Regions from separate parts of the Mus musculus genome. Here regions 2 and 3 are each linked to region 1. Evidence: chromatin contacts called from public HiChIP or PLAC-seq data. All regions are on one chromosome and are shown on one strand. The core of a region is the stretch at or near the end of the contact, and the rest is flanking DNA. Distances in the headings are between cores, read along the strand shown.

Region 1 (4,764 bases), core at 1,446-3,945:
TGGCTATTGTTTTCATATAACTATTTTGTGATCTGTTTATGACTAGGAAAGGGTAATGTTTCCCTTTTTCCTCTGGCATGCCACCCACCAGAGCATTTCTACAGCTTCTTTCACATTGCATTCCCAGATAGTACAAGAGTCTCCAGAGGCCATCAGGGGCTATGGCCCAAGGTCCCAGTGGAACCAAACCCTGTGTGCTCTCTACTTCTTTCCTATGATCCTATGATAAAAGCTTAATTTATAAACCAGACACAGTAGGTAAGCAGCATGATTAAAAAAAAAAAAACAGTTACAACATTACACTAGCATAGTATTTAAACAGACAGTTACAACATTACATTATCATAGTATTTAAACAGTTACAACATTACACACACTATCATAGTATTAAACAGACACTTAAACATTACATTATCATAGTATTTAAAGCTCACAGGTTGTTTATTTCTGGGATCTTCCATTTAATGCTTTCGGACCGTGGGGTACCTGATGCTGTCAAGTGGGAATTGCTATGGTTTTGCCATCAGGTGAGACTTCTTGGCCTTCCTTTCCATTGCTAAGCACGGAGCCAGGGTTTTAGTCACAGACCTCCTCGTGGCTGCCTCAAGCACTTGCTCTTCCTGCTCTCCCCACATAGGTCCGGTGCCTGCTTTCCAGCTGTGCCAGACATCACAGTGGGTAACCACTTCCAACCCAAGATGGCTAGCAGTGTTTTCCCAAAAGCTATGCATACCAGGATTCCCACTGTATCCAAAACTGACTACCCTACCTTCATTTCCCCTTACCCGGGTTCCCAGGAAGACCACAACAGACACAACAATCCTAACAACATAAAGCAGAGACTTCATGGAGGGTTGGGGTGGCGGCAGCGGCGGCGGTAGGGTGGTGGGAGGGGTCAACATATTAAGACCTTGCAGCTGATAGATCTTATTTTCACAAGGTTTACAAAAATATATAAGCAAATGAACATAGTGCCAGAGTATAACTTTAATTTTTTTTCAAATCCTACTTTTAATGATGGTTCTTATACACTTTAACCTCCCTTCTAGCCCACCACCCACCAGAGGTAATGAAAAAGAATGGGGGAGAACCTACAGTTGGGCATAGGCCTCTGTCTGTCCCCAACATCCAGAAAATACAGTAAAAACCTCCTAGTTTTATTCTAGACTGGCTAAGAGTCATGGTTTGGAAATGGTGGGACGCTCCTCACAAGATGGGGCTGGCCAGCCAGGTTCTGCTTTCAGTACATTGTCACCTGCAGAAGAATGGCTTTCTGTCTGATAAGCCCTCCATGTCTGCAAGCCCCTGCTGCACACACGGGCGGAACTGTCTCACTCAGAACAAGCGTGTTTACCAAACAGGAGGTAAAGCATCTTGCAAGCCCCCTTGTTCCCCAAGAAAGACAGGATAAGGGAAGTGGCAGAGCCGTGATAGGAAAGGGATTTTTCACACTACAGAGTGTGAACTGATAAGCCCAACCCTCACCTCCCAGCCAACAGTCACGGAGCAAGTGTGACTTGGCTTCTCATTTTATAATGGAAAAGTGTCCTGGGGAAAGGAAAATTCAGAAAGTCAGCAGTCACTGCTCTCATGAGTGATGGCTCTGACCTCGGCTGTGCTCGACTTTCCTACTAAAGAAACCAAGGGGTCACTTTCTCATAGTCCTGAAATAGAAGGTTGCATGATAAAAATGCATTAATCATAATAGTCCCATTCTTAGCAAGACTGAGTCCCTGCGACAACACGTTTACATTGCTTATCTCCTTTGACCCCCCCCCCCCCACACACACGACCCCTCTGGTGCTATTTCATTTTATATCTGAACAGTCGGAGAGTTTCATGGCCATCTGGGCTGCCTGACCACAGAGCCACCAAGGGGCCGAGTCCAAGCTTGAATCAAGACAGACAGTCTGCACTTGACTCACTAATACAGAGAAGTCCGTCCGCGTCCTCCTCCAGCCTCCTTCCTGGGATGCTTCCTGGCCTCCAAAGCTCCCCTGAAAGGAAAATGCTCAGAAACACTCTCGGACGGTCCTCACCTTGTGTGCGGGGCCCCGAGGGCCGCTGCTTTGTCATTTACCACAGAAACTTTGCTAGCTGTAGTTGCCTTGTTCTCCTTTTCTCTTGTGACACCTAGAATAAAACTAGAGACTATTAGTCAGGGATCAAAATAAATATCGGTCACGGCAGCCTTGGGTTGGGCCTGATTGTTCTTTGTTCCTCCTTAGAGGCCTGGGTTAGCTGAGAGGAAGTGCTTCAAAAAAAGAGTACATGAGAACCTGGGTTCCTACGGAGTAGCTGAGCTCAGGCACTGCCACCTACACAGGCGCACAGGACCCCCTGTGTGGTGTCCGTCGACCTCACCGTTTCACCAGGCTGCTCTTTGAGAAGCTCCTAGGAAATGCAGGCACAGTGGCTCTCCAGTACCCAGACTGCAGTTTCCCTGAACCAATACCTTCCTATGTAGAGGATGTGATAGGCCAAGACAACAAGAGGGGACCTAAGGAGAATAACATGCCCCCGTGCCTCATTTCATATGTTGAGAAACTGAGGCCAAAGAAGAACAAGGGACTTATTGAAGGCCACCAGGCTAACTGAGGTAGACTCTATGCTAGGATCTCTTCCAAAGTACCCTTCCACTGCAGACAGCTGACATGTCTGCCTTGGGGCAACATCACCCACACAGGTCCTTCCCATGGCACATCCGCATGCACCGTGTAGCTTAGTCATCCAGTAATTCCCTTCAGGGTTGCATGAGAACTTTGCTTGGAGAAGACTGGCTGCCAGAGAGGCTGAGCCCTTTTGTCTCAGGTGGTTAGTTTCTCAGTGGAGGGCAATAAAAGCTCTTTCCATCAGTTCTGTTTCATTTGTACAGTGGGTGACTCACTCACTTACAGGAGTGCTGGTTAGCGTGTGTGTGTGTGTTCCCTGAGCCAACCTGGATTTCTTCAAACTCATGGTCCATGGCAGAGACGCAGGGACGCTCTCACTGCTCACTAAGCTTTGTTTCTTGTCCTGAGAACAAGTAGCCTGGGTGACGGTGCACAGGGACATCACCCACAAAGGACGCCTGCTTCTTCTGAGGCACCTTGGTGAAGTAAATGCACTTGGAGAGGGGTGGAAAAACTGAACTGTTGATATCAGTCTGTCTCTGCCAGGGGAATATATTTTAGGAAATGCTTTTATCTTATGTGCTTTAAATATATCCCTAGCCTTGGAGTTAGAGTTAACTCACTCAACTTCCGTGTGACCCAATTACTACAAAGACCAGTCTTGACTGTTGCATAAAATGGCCAAAGTTGACTCATTTTCTGGTGGTATAAGTCTGCCTGGCTTTATTTTTTTTAAACTAAATACTACTAATTGATGGCCCGAGAACAGTGTGGCACTTCTGATCCAGTTCTAAGTCGTGTAGGAAGCAAGCAAGGAACTCTTAGGCAGACACACAGGCAGAGGTCCACGGGCCTGTCTGCAGATTTGTCACAAGGGCCACCAGGTGCTGCCACCTCCACAGCTTCTCACCAACACATTTTGCTCTGTAGTCACATGACTCAGAAAAGCTGCATTCCTTGAAAAGAGAAGTTGAAGATGGAGCAGGCCAAGCCTGTCAAAACTCGCACACCACATTCCACCGTGCAAATGCTCCTCAACTGAGGCCCTTCGTAATGTGAAAATATCACAAATCAAAATGTACTTAATACACCCATCCGATCCAGGGAGCCTCCAGCCTAGGGGCAGGCCGCGCCGTAAGTTGGTAGTTTCCCCTCTTGATATACAGTGCTGACTCAGCTTACTGCTGAAAGGAATGCATAGTTCACATCAGGGTTTGCAGTCAGTTTCTGCTAAGAGTGTCTCTCTTCTAACCATTGTCTCATCAGGATTGCAAGTGAAGCCATCACCTGGCAGGGGCCACCTGAACCCACCTGCATGCACTGAGCAGTGCTTAGCCCTTGACGGGAATGTGTGGAAGCCATGGGAGAGATGCAAGCTGGGGGATGACCCTGGGTTCCTGGACAGCTTACTGGAGGGTTTGTGTTGTCTCTGCTTCACTCTGTGGGTGTATCTGTACCTCAGAGCTGAGAACATAGTCAAGGGAGAAGACATTTAAGGAACCAGGTGGTGGAGACTGCACAAAGCCTGCCTCACAGGCATGCTCCCCAAACACGACGCTTTTGAACAAACAAAAATACATTAGGAAGTGAGGGACCTGGGTACCAATACTCATAAGCTTCAGCTGCAATGTGTTCTGCAGACCTCAAGAAAAACCCCTGTGAGGTACTGACAAGAGGCTGGACACCAGGCCATTCTCAGCAACACTAGAAAAACAAGAACTCAGAAGTAAATATTCACCAGCTGCGAAGGAAGGCTCACCCGCTAGAATACTGTATACCAAAAGTAAATAGGCACAGCCTAAAGCTACCGCCAATTCAAGACCACTCAGCGTTGCGCACATACGGGATGGCACACTTGTAGATTCATAAGTGTGTAGTAAAACTATTAAAACAGGAGCAAAACCACTCCTTTCCAGCTAGTGGAGAGAGAGGGGCGGAGGCGGGGGGGTGGGGTGGGGGGGGAGGGCGAGCGCACCAACTGCACTGGTAACACATTCATTCTCCTCACCAAAAGCAGCTTAGCCTCTACTCTGACCAGCTTCTGGGGCTTTGACTTGCAAGGAATAGACTGGCTTTTACATGCACGCCTCGAGCAACAGCCCAAGGGAGCGATGAGTTGAGAATTCCACTTTACAGCATGGTTGGAGAGAAA
Region 2 (4,764 bases), core at 1,395-3,894, 420 kb after region 1:
AATACTCTTTTTTTTTTTTTAGATTTTTGTGTAGGTATGTGCACATGCCCACGGACCGCGCTTGTGTAGATATCAGAAGTGAGTCCTTTCCTGCCAGCATGAGGGCCCAAGCTTCCAACTCTAGTGGTTATACTTGGAGCAAGCACCTTCTCCCATGGAGCCTATCCCCAGCCCTGAGCATCCTCTTCAGCAGAAGAAAGATTTCTGTCTGACACTTTGCTTCTCTTAGGGAAGATGGACTGGTAGGGAGAGGTGACCGACTGTCTCATCCCTTTAAAGAGCAAAGGGGCTTCAACTGAAGCAAGGGTCCCTAGAGAGTTTGGCTGGTGATGAGACAACCTACATGCCCCTGGTCTGAGAGCTGGCTGTACCATGTGGATTTAGGGCTCAGGTAAGCAGGTGTGGGGCACAGTGGTGCTCCTGTAGGTTTAATGTAGAGTTAGGGTGCTCTTGAAGACTCAGGAATGAACCGGACCATGTCATCTTCTGGAACTTGCTGAGAGTCACGAGTAGGGGATGGAAGCACAAAGCCAAAAGGAAGTTACAAGACCTAGTTTGAATTCATAGCACTACAATCATTTCTTATGATTACTAAGTGCCTATTGTTACCCCATGGTGCAGAAACACTGCTGAAATTAGTGGGTTAAAGGTGGTCTGAAAGGTAGGGGAGGACATGTTGGCTGGGGCGGCCTGGGATTCTGAGAAGGTTTGCAGCAGGAGTTAACCGTCAGGGATGCAGAATCATTTCAATATTGTAACAACTGTCCCGTCACACAGGTGCATAATGACTGCTCATAAGCTGGCTGGTATCTGGCACCTTGCTAGGTGCTGAGAACTAACAGTGAGGCGGAACAGACTTGTTTTATTGTCTAGGGACGCAGGCTGCCTTCGCTTCATCCCACTAATGAGCATATGATTATAAACCAAGATGGATGTTCACAAGGAAAGAAACTTGGTTGTGAAAGCATAAAATATAGGGGCTCCGCTCAGTGCCAGGTCACAGCCGACTTCCCCGAGGAAGCGTAGCATCCAGTGCTGGCAAGTAAAGTAAGTGAGGAGATGACTATACCTGTTCCAAAGGGGGAGTCCCTGGAGTGATAGAAAAGAGAAAAGTCAGTGTGCCCAGAACCAGTAGAGTGAGGATATGGGCTGGTCCAAGATGGCACAGTAGATTCACAAAGGGGCTAGGCAGGGATGGGTAAATGTCGAGATTTAGGGGGTCCAGGGTCACTGGTGGGTTCTAAACAGGTAGCTGACCATCATGTAGCTGCAGTTTTGGAATGATAAAGGCAGGGGCAATGGGAGATATTGCAATACAGCTCAGAGTTTGAGCTGAGGGTGGCAGCCTGCTCTAGGTGGTGGCCAAGGTTGGGAGGGGGCATGGGAAAGGATGGGCCAGAGAGAAGCTGGGCGTGGACCAGTGGAGGTGGTGATTCATCAGTCAAGAGAGGGCTTCCAGTTCCAGGTCCTTTCGCTGTTCTGAGTGGGGCTTTTTCCTAGGCTGTGGCATGGAAGTGAGATTAGCTCTCCTAACTGTAAGAGGTCTCATCCACTTTCTGGCCTTTACCTTCCTCAACTGTATAAAGGGGATGGGTTATATTATCCCCAGGGACCATGATCCTATTCCCCATTGGTGATAGCCACAGACAATAAAAATTTAACCCATAGTGTACACTCTCATTACCTTCCAAAGAAACTCCTAAGAGTTTCTTTGTCACAATCTCCTAAAACACTAAGATATAAAAATCTCAGGTCTTTCCGTCTTCGCAGCTGAGCACACGAGCTGTGGTTAGAGCTTACTACCTTCAGTCTTCAGGGTCTTCACTGAATCAGGCACATCATAGATCAGGAATATTCTGGGGCTATCCCCACACACACCCCGTGAAGTTTCTCCTGCCTGGCTATCCCATGACAGGGCCCATGTGAGCATCCTATCAAGCTAGTAAATTCCTATGACAACAGACCGTTTTATCTGGTAGGCCTAGAGATCTCCCCAGATGCTTAGCCTGTCTGAGAGTGGGGGCTGCTGGGGAAGTCAGGTGAGAGATGTAGTTGGGTAGGAAATGAGAGGAACTGAGATCCAGAGCTCAGCCTAGGCTATTTGTGAAGGCCAGGAGCCCAGGTTTCTCTTACCAGGTACACAGGGGAGCAGGGTGGGTATTTATTAATTTATTTCTGACAGAGGCTCAGTTCTCTAGCAATATCCCAAAAGGCATCAGTGCCATGCGGCTGCAGCGGCTGGGTGGGGCCTCCTCCTCCTCCCTTTTATCTTACTCAGTGCATAAATCCATTAGCATGTTTTTTTCTTGAGCAGCCAAGATGTTAGGACCCATCACTCAAGTCATCCACGTGGCATTTCAGCCTTTCACTGGAAGACAATTGTGACTTCAGTCAAAGCCTCTTGACAGGAGAAAATGGAACCCTAGGACAGAATAATGCAGCCAAGTGCCCGCTGTCCCCTGCAGATCGTGGCTCTGTGCGCCATTACTTCCCAAATTGTCCTGCTGAAAGAATTCGCTTGTTTACATCTCTTTACGCCCCGGCATTTAACCTTGGGTTCTGAAGACTCTCTCCTTTCTCCTCCTTCCTACGGCAATTATTTCCTTTGTGGCTTTCATTTTATGTAATTACGGTGGACAGTCATCACGCAGGCATTTTACTGAGCGGGCGGCAGGGCAGAATGGGGCTCCCATTCCTTCTGGCCTGGGAACCATGTAACCTGACTCATTTGGGTTTTTTTCCTCAAGGATTTTCACCCTCCCAAAAGAAATGGAGAAGATATGTACCTAAAAATCTAAAAACACAGGAAGGGACAGCAAATGGCAAGGTGCTGTGATCTTATCTCATGGTGGCCATGTCAGCAGACGTGACACAGAAAACAAATCGCGGTTGCCAACTTCGTGATTGTGCGTGGGTGGCTTTTAGCCTATGCAGACAGGTTTTTGCATTTTTTAAAAAATTTATTGTGGAACAGTTCGAACGTCTGAAAATAGACAGGATGTTGCTGGTGGGATGTGAAATGGTATACCTCTTTCAGAAAGACAGACTGTTGGTTTCTTAAATGGGTAAACATAGAGTCACCATATGATTTAACAACTGCACTCCTAGGCATACAGGCAAGAGAAATGACGACATTTGCACACAAAAGCTTACACTATTGTTCATTACAGTTCCACTTAAAATGCCCCAAAGTAGAAACAACCCACAGCCAATGAATAAAACTGTCATAAAAGAGAATATTAAGCCATAAAAAGTACCCACGTGTTGGCGTAGGCAGCAACGTGGCTGCTAAGTAAAAGGCGCCAGTCACATTATGTAATTTCATTGAGGTGAAATGCCCAGAATAAACAGATCCACAGAGGTAGAATATGCACTAGTAGTTTTAGGGCTGCAGAAGAGAGCAGAGTACAATGGGGCATTATGACTAAGGGACATGGGGTCTAAGGAAGGGGTAATTAAAACGAGGCCGTGCTGATGGCAGACATGCTTCAGGCAGGCTGCATGGTTCCCAAGTCACACCCCAATACGACTGACTGTCCGTGACGAATAAGATGGAGAATAGTCAGGGTTTCAAGCTCGTGGCCTTGAGCCAGTCTTACACCGAGCCGTAGCTTCACTCTTCCCTTGAGTCAGCACCATCTCGTTTGAATTGCAGTGTGAACTCCCAAAAAGAACAAGGGCTCTCCTAAGAAAAGATTATTCACACCATAAACACTTAACAATAATTTATCAATGGCATTCAATATACGTTGTTCACATTGCCACCTGTCTTTTACACACACACACACACACACACACACACACACACACACACACACACACAGAGTTGTTTGAGTCAGGATTCCAATGAGGTAGATGTCTTAACTTCTTTTCCCGTTGCTATGGTAAATACTCTGACAGAAACATGTTAAGGAAGAAGTGTTTCTCAGCTTACAGTTCAAGGTACATGGTGGGGAAGTCATAGAAGCTGGAGCTCGAAGCAGCCTGTCACTGTGTCTGTGGTCAGAGGAGAGCCATGCTTACCTGTACTCTCCATTTCACAGACCAGCATCTCTTGCCCAGGGAGTGATCCTGTCCACAGTTACAGTGGATCTTCCCACATCAGTCAATGTACTCAAGACAATGCCCTCCAGGCATGGCCCAGAGGCCCATCTCCCCGAGGTTCTGCATGCCAGGCTAACCACCCCAGGAAACATGGCAAAGGTTGAACTGTTCCTCCGAGTCTTTTCACCTTGAGATATCCTACCCGCTCTCCTTTGAAAGCCATCTAAAGTGTTTGAGACCTTTGTCTCAGACTGTCCCATAGTCAGGATTTTTACTGATAACATGCCAATTGTGTAGTTTAATGTGTTGCTCTGTCCCCGGAGTCTACTGTCATCGATTGGTAGCTCCTTCTAGAGTCTGCACCTAATTCATCCTTCTGTCAGGAGACAAAAAGCTCCCCAGCTTTCTCTCTGTGGTGGCTACTGGTAGCTTTCAGGGCTTGAATCCTTCCACACATTAGGACAGTGCAGTATTTAAAAAGTAAAAAGAATTCCCAACGTTCCTTCTTCACATACGAACCAGAGCTAAGTTACTTCATCTCACTTTTCTGACCCCATTAGAAACTTGTCCTATCTTGAAAGAGTCTTGAGTTTGACAGATGAGCACAGGTCTTGGAGACCCTGCCCTGTAGCTTCTAAAACCCTACACCTTACCTCGGAGCACAGTAGGGGCTGATGCAACGGCTCCGTGCAGGGAGCAAAATGGAAGAGACCTGTCTGC
Region 3 (4,764 bases), core at 692-3,191, 290 kb after region 1:
TGTAGTGCTTGAGCTCAGTCTACGATGACTGCAGCGCTCTGCACCCAGTTACTGCCTCTCTTCATCCCTCATGCAAACTAGCCTGAGAAAATGAATGTGCAGATCTATAACTGGCAAGGACAGGAGAAGGAGATGGACCCCGTGGCTGGATCCAGGGGCCCCGTGGTTCAGGATTGTTTCCCAGGAGCTCTTTGCTCTGCTGTCCTCCAAGTTGACTTCACTCATGGAAGTTTATTCAAGTCCAAGAAGATCTTACCTTTGCCCCTTCATGTCTGTGACCTTGATTTTGAATTGGCATCTATGTTAAGAGGTTGCAGTGTGGGGGCGTGGGTATATACCTAAAAAAACCTGCCTACTCCTCAAGCTGGGGGAAGCAGCACACTCCACTTAGCTAAGCTGATAGCGTCATAGAGTCAGGTCAGTGTCTCCTAAATAATTTAAGATTTTATTGCTGGGAAACCCAGAAAAGGCTATGGAGCTCAGAACTCTGCTGCTCCCACTCCATCGTTCTTAGTGCCTGCTTGAGCTTCGTGGCCCTCACCTACAAAACCCTCCCTTCCCTTTATATCCATGTCTATGTCCAAAGTTTTATAAGATGTCTATCTCCTAAAATTTTTACGGGGTTTATAAGTTCTTCTATTCTATGGAAATACTAGAAACGAATATCTTAAAGACCTTACAAGGAGAAGCTGGGGTAAGCCTATTAGGTAAAGTAGGGTAAGGTGAGCCCTTCAAGTTCAAAGCAGTTCCCTCATCAAACAGAAGGAACGTGACTGCCAAATTTGGCTCCGAGGTTCCCTAGCTCCTAAGCATGGAAGGAAAGATATCCAGGGTTGTAAGCATGTGAATGCACACACACACTGTGTGTGTGTGTGTTTCTCTCTGTGTGTGGTGTAGTACAGGCCCTGTAAGTGGATAGGTAAGGAGTAAGCTTCTACAGAATGTAACAGAGACTGTACTTAAAGGCAGCCCTTGCTCACTGAATAGCTCCAAGCTCCCTTCCCCAGCCACTTGCTCCTGGGAGTCTTGCTTCTTGTGATAGTAGCTTTGTTAGTCCAACAAAGTGGGGAGATAAGCTGTAAGCCCTCATGTTGCTGGGCTCCTCCCAAAACAACTGGTGCTGTTCCTTGTGCTTCCCTTGAATGCAGCACTCAGGTGGGGCAGGGCTGTTGACAAAGCTAAATGCAAGCACTGTCACTAAAGCCGGGCTGATCCTCCAGGCCAGCTGAAACGTCTATGATTCACTGTTTACCAGTGAGTACTGTGAAGGTCCTACTTCCAGATGCACACATACTTACTGCATAGTAGCAAGCCAGTGCCCTTGCTGGCCCTTAGCTGCCTTTCCTAGACAGGCCCCCAAGCTTCCAGCAGTTGGCTGCCCTTTGTCACCTGGGAAGCTCCGTTTGCCTGTGGATGGTTATTATACCCAACAGAACACAGGGAAGGATGGTGTTCCGATGGCCATGTAGGCCGCTCTAGGGTTGTGGCTTCTCGATCTCTCCTTTGTTTTTCTTGATTTACCTTTCAGAATTATCCATAGTCATCTGGGGTGGACAAGTCTACCCAGTCCATCTTTTGCAGGATTGTTAAAAGATACAGTCACCTTCTTCCTTCTCTTGTTCCCTCTCATGCTGGGGATATACCCCAGGGGCAGAGCTCTTGCTTAGCATGTACAGGTCCCTGGGTTCAATCCCCAGGAGTACCAGCCGACCAACAGCCAAGCTTGAGAAAGTTGGAATGTCTTTTGTCCTTTTGAAGTAGCCCACTCTGAACCTCTAAACTGTTCTTCACACCTCTAAATACTCCCTCTAAATTCTCTACCCTGTTAATGGGGCTGTATGGAACCTCTGACTAGGTGTGTAGGTCTACACAGCAGCCATTTGCCAGAGTTGACTAAACAGTCCATTCTGTCCCTCTACCGTTTACTAGCTGTGTGACCTTGGGCATGCTCCTTAACGTCTCTGAGTCAGCTTCCTCCTCTGTGAAATAGGCAGAACACTCTTACTTCCTGTGGAGGTTGTGAGAATTAAAGGAGTAGCCAGCTCAGCCCTTTCTAGGGGCCTGGATGGAGAAGGCAGTTCTTACCCTGACACTTTTGGGATCAGATACCTGTTGAGCAAACCTCCTTTGAGCATGCTTCGAGAACACATGGGGTGTGCACGGCATGATCCATGAAGTCGCTATTGTGGCTTCTCTCAGAAGGCTATAGTCTAAGGGAGCCAAGGGGGGCGTGGAGGTTAAGACTGGAGCCCCGACAGCTCAAGGGTGAGGGCAGTCATACATAGGTATGTTTCTGTGAGGTGTAAACACCAGCAACCCCGTTAAGTTTATCCTAATAGAAGCTTCAGTAAGGTAAGTTGAGAGAAGGCACAGATAAGTGGCTGGCTGGTTGCTTAGAAGAAGGAGCAACCATATTCATCGGGGGAACGGTGTGGTTAGGGATGGGGATGGCGGGAAGGGGCATCGTAGGAACTCTGCATGAGGAAGTCGCGTTTGAGATGTCCCTCAGGGACCCCATCTGCATGGCAGGGAGGTGTGGAGAATTCTGGGTATGCCTTGGTGACTCGGCCCTCTCTCCTCAAGCCTCACCCTGTCCCCCTTTCTTCCTGGCAGCAGAGCCCCCTCCCTTGCTGCACTCAGGGCCATGCCTGTCCGCACTTCTACACCCCCTCAGACTTCACTGTCAGCACGCAAGTCTTCAGGGACACGAAAAGCAGCCACTCCTTACAAAAGGTTGGGGAGCCCTGGTATCTGGAGGTAGGTCTTGGAGCAGAATGACGGTATGAAGCAAGCCAGCTCTGAACTGAAGCCGCCCATCCAAAGTTTACCTCTCATGAGGGCAGGGCCCACGCATCCACCTCCATCCCTGAATTCTCCTCGGGTTATTCTCATTCCAGGTGCCATACTGTCTGGCCGTGCTGACCACCGCTAGGGAAATCAGAGCCATAAAGTCACCACTTTACAAGAAGAGGGTGGGGCTGGCGCTCAAGTGAATGCTTGATGCCCAGCTGGCCCGTAAAGGCCACGTGACTCAGCGTCACACGCGAGAACGCACACTATTCCATTAAACTTGAACCTAGAAAGTAATTTCCTGGGCTCTTTATGGCTCCTGCTGGAAGGGAAGCTATCACCTCAACTTTGCCATTGCTACTAGCAATTAGCAGTCTATAGTATAGATTTTCTTTTCAAATTCAGGGTGCTGAGGAAGGCCTCCCGCCCCGCACAAGATCCCTGACTAGCAGAGGCAAGCACAGCCCAATGACTCTTCTCACAGATGTTGTTCTCCAAGGACAGGAAGCATTGTTAATTTCCTTTAAATAATTCAATGCCATGTCAATACCCCACACGACTCCATGCTCCCGCGTGACAGCTCTCTTCAAATTAGTAGTCCCAAGAATAAAGAATGCCCAGAACATTCTTTTATCTTCAGGAAAGCAAACATCAATGCAGACTTTAAAAAAAAAAAAATTAAAGTAACTCTTAGATTTAGATAGAAGATGATGTTTTGGTTTTCATGAATATTCACAAGCCAATTAGTGTAGTCTTTTAAACCAATGATTGTGTCCCTACTAGGTGCTGAGTGTCTGCTGTATGCTAGAGGATGCTGTTTTTTAGGAAACAGGGTTTCTCCAGTGGATATGGAGCATGCACGCGGATTCCCTCTAGAGAGGGATACTGTGGAAGAGATCATGTTTAAACCCTTGTTCCACTTCAGAAACAGTAAACAGCCACTTAGGAGAACCAGAGAGATGTAGAGAACCGTGGCGAAGGCAAGTCACGCCCAGACCTTTGCGTGAACTGTTGGCCATCTCCTTTCTGATGAGTTATCCATTCATGTTCATAAACTTTAAAAGCATTAATATTGGCATTAACGTGGCTTTGTGCTTCCTTCTCACCTGCCATGACGCCATGGGATGCTTTTCTTTGTTATAGCGTGCGTTACTAAGATCCTAAGGTGGTGTTCTTTGGAATGTCAGTGGTCCAACCCATTACCCTTCATCCAAGTGGGGCTAAAGCAGATGTTTTTCTGGGGTGTTTTGCACTTCTTCTGCTACCTTGCCTCTGCTGTGCCTGTGATTGGACCATCCTTACACTGTGATTACCTGGTGTGTGTGTGTGTGTATGTGTGGTATGTGTAGGTGTGTAACTGGCTTCAGCATGGCAGGGCTTTGTGGTCCCCACTCTGCAGTGGCTGTGTCCTGGTGAGAGCTTTTCTTAGCAGATTCTGGCAGACCAGCTTTTTCAAACCATATCAGTTCATTCTGACTATGGAGTATAAGGCTACCCCACCAGATCTGGCAGATAAGGCTAGCCCACCAGGCTTTTGCACAAGGTAACTAGTTAACCTTTGGTCAGAGTTGAGACATGGATAAAGGAGAACCAGGTGCCCTATTTGATATAAGGAAATGGAAACAGAAAGACTGGGTCTCTCTCTTCCTTATAGCTCAAGATTTGCAGGAGCTGATTAGAATCCTGGCGCCAGTGACCTTGAACATTCTTCTGCTTGTCCTCAGGACAGAAAACATCTCCCAGGGAGGACCAGAAAACCACATTTCCAGATGAAGAATAAACCCACAGATTGTGAATAGGCCAGACACAAAGATGGCACAAACGAGTGTGTTACCAAGCTGCTCTCTGCCTCAGTTTCCCTATCCCATTGGCGATACACACAACCAGTGCATGGTGAGAGAGCTGGTGTGCTCAACAGAGCTGAGTCATGAGGCCACTTAAGATCACACTGCTAGAGAGAGGACACCATAAAAT

What was found. HiChIP or PLAC-seq counts read pairs in DNA pulled down with a chosen protein or histone mark.
Region 2: a FOXA1 HiChIP or PLAC-seq map of pancreatic cancer cells shows a contact between it and region 1. The contact joins two enhancer-like sites. A contact is called at or near these places in 3 of 115 datasets of contacts at active chromatin or transcription factors (embryonic basal ganglia, embryonic stem cells and pancreatic cancer cells) and 1 of 9 other capture datasets (embryonic stem cells).
Region 3: a FOXA1 HiChIP or PLAC-seq map of pancreatic cancer cells shows a contact between it and region 1. The contact joins two enhancer-like sites. A contact is called at or near these places in 3 of 484 Hi-C or Micro-C datasets (bone marrow-derived macrophages, epidermal suprabasal cells and nephron progenitors), 3 of 115 datasets of contacts at active chromatin or transcription factors (extraembryonic endoderm stem cells, kidney and pancreatic cancer cells) and 1 of 9 other capture datasets (embryonic stem cells).

The regions. Positions count from the first base shown.
Region 1 is chr19:55,567,891-55,572,654 of GRCm38.p6, forward strand. All of the region lies in intron 7 of Vti1a (vesicle transport through interaction with t-SNAREs 1A), which reads left to right. Among named protein-coding and RNA genes, the nearest start is that of Gm41871, 130 kb to the right of the region's middle. Within about 2 kb of position 2,696, at least 63 of the 459 cell types and tissues checked have an H3K27ac peak or open chromatin away from gene starts, as enhancers often do. A contact at or near this core is called in pancreatic cancer cells, where this site is marked.
Region 2 is chr19:55,989,692-55,994,455 of GRCm38.p6, forward strand. No RefSeq gene overlaps it. Among named protein-coding and RNA genes, the nearest start is that of Gm52391, 54 kb to the left of the region's middle. Within about 2 kb of position 2,645, at least 32 of the 459 cell types and tissues checked have an H3K27ac peak or open chromatin away from gene starts, as enhancers often do. A contact at or near this core is called in pancreatic cancer cells, where this site is marked.
Region 3 is chr19:55,860,805-55,865,568 of GRCm38.p6, forward strand. All of the region lies in intron 5 of Tcf7l2 (transcription factor 7 like 2, T cell specific, HMG box), which reads left to right. Among named protein-coding and RNA genes, the nearest start is that of Gm52391, 75 kb to the right of the region's middle. Within about 2 kb of position 1,942, at least 41 of the 459 cell types and tissues checked have an H3K27ac peak or open chromatin away from gene starts, as enhancers often do. A contact at or near this core is called in pancreatic cancer cells, where this site is marked.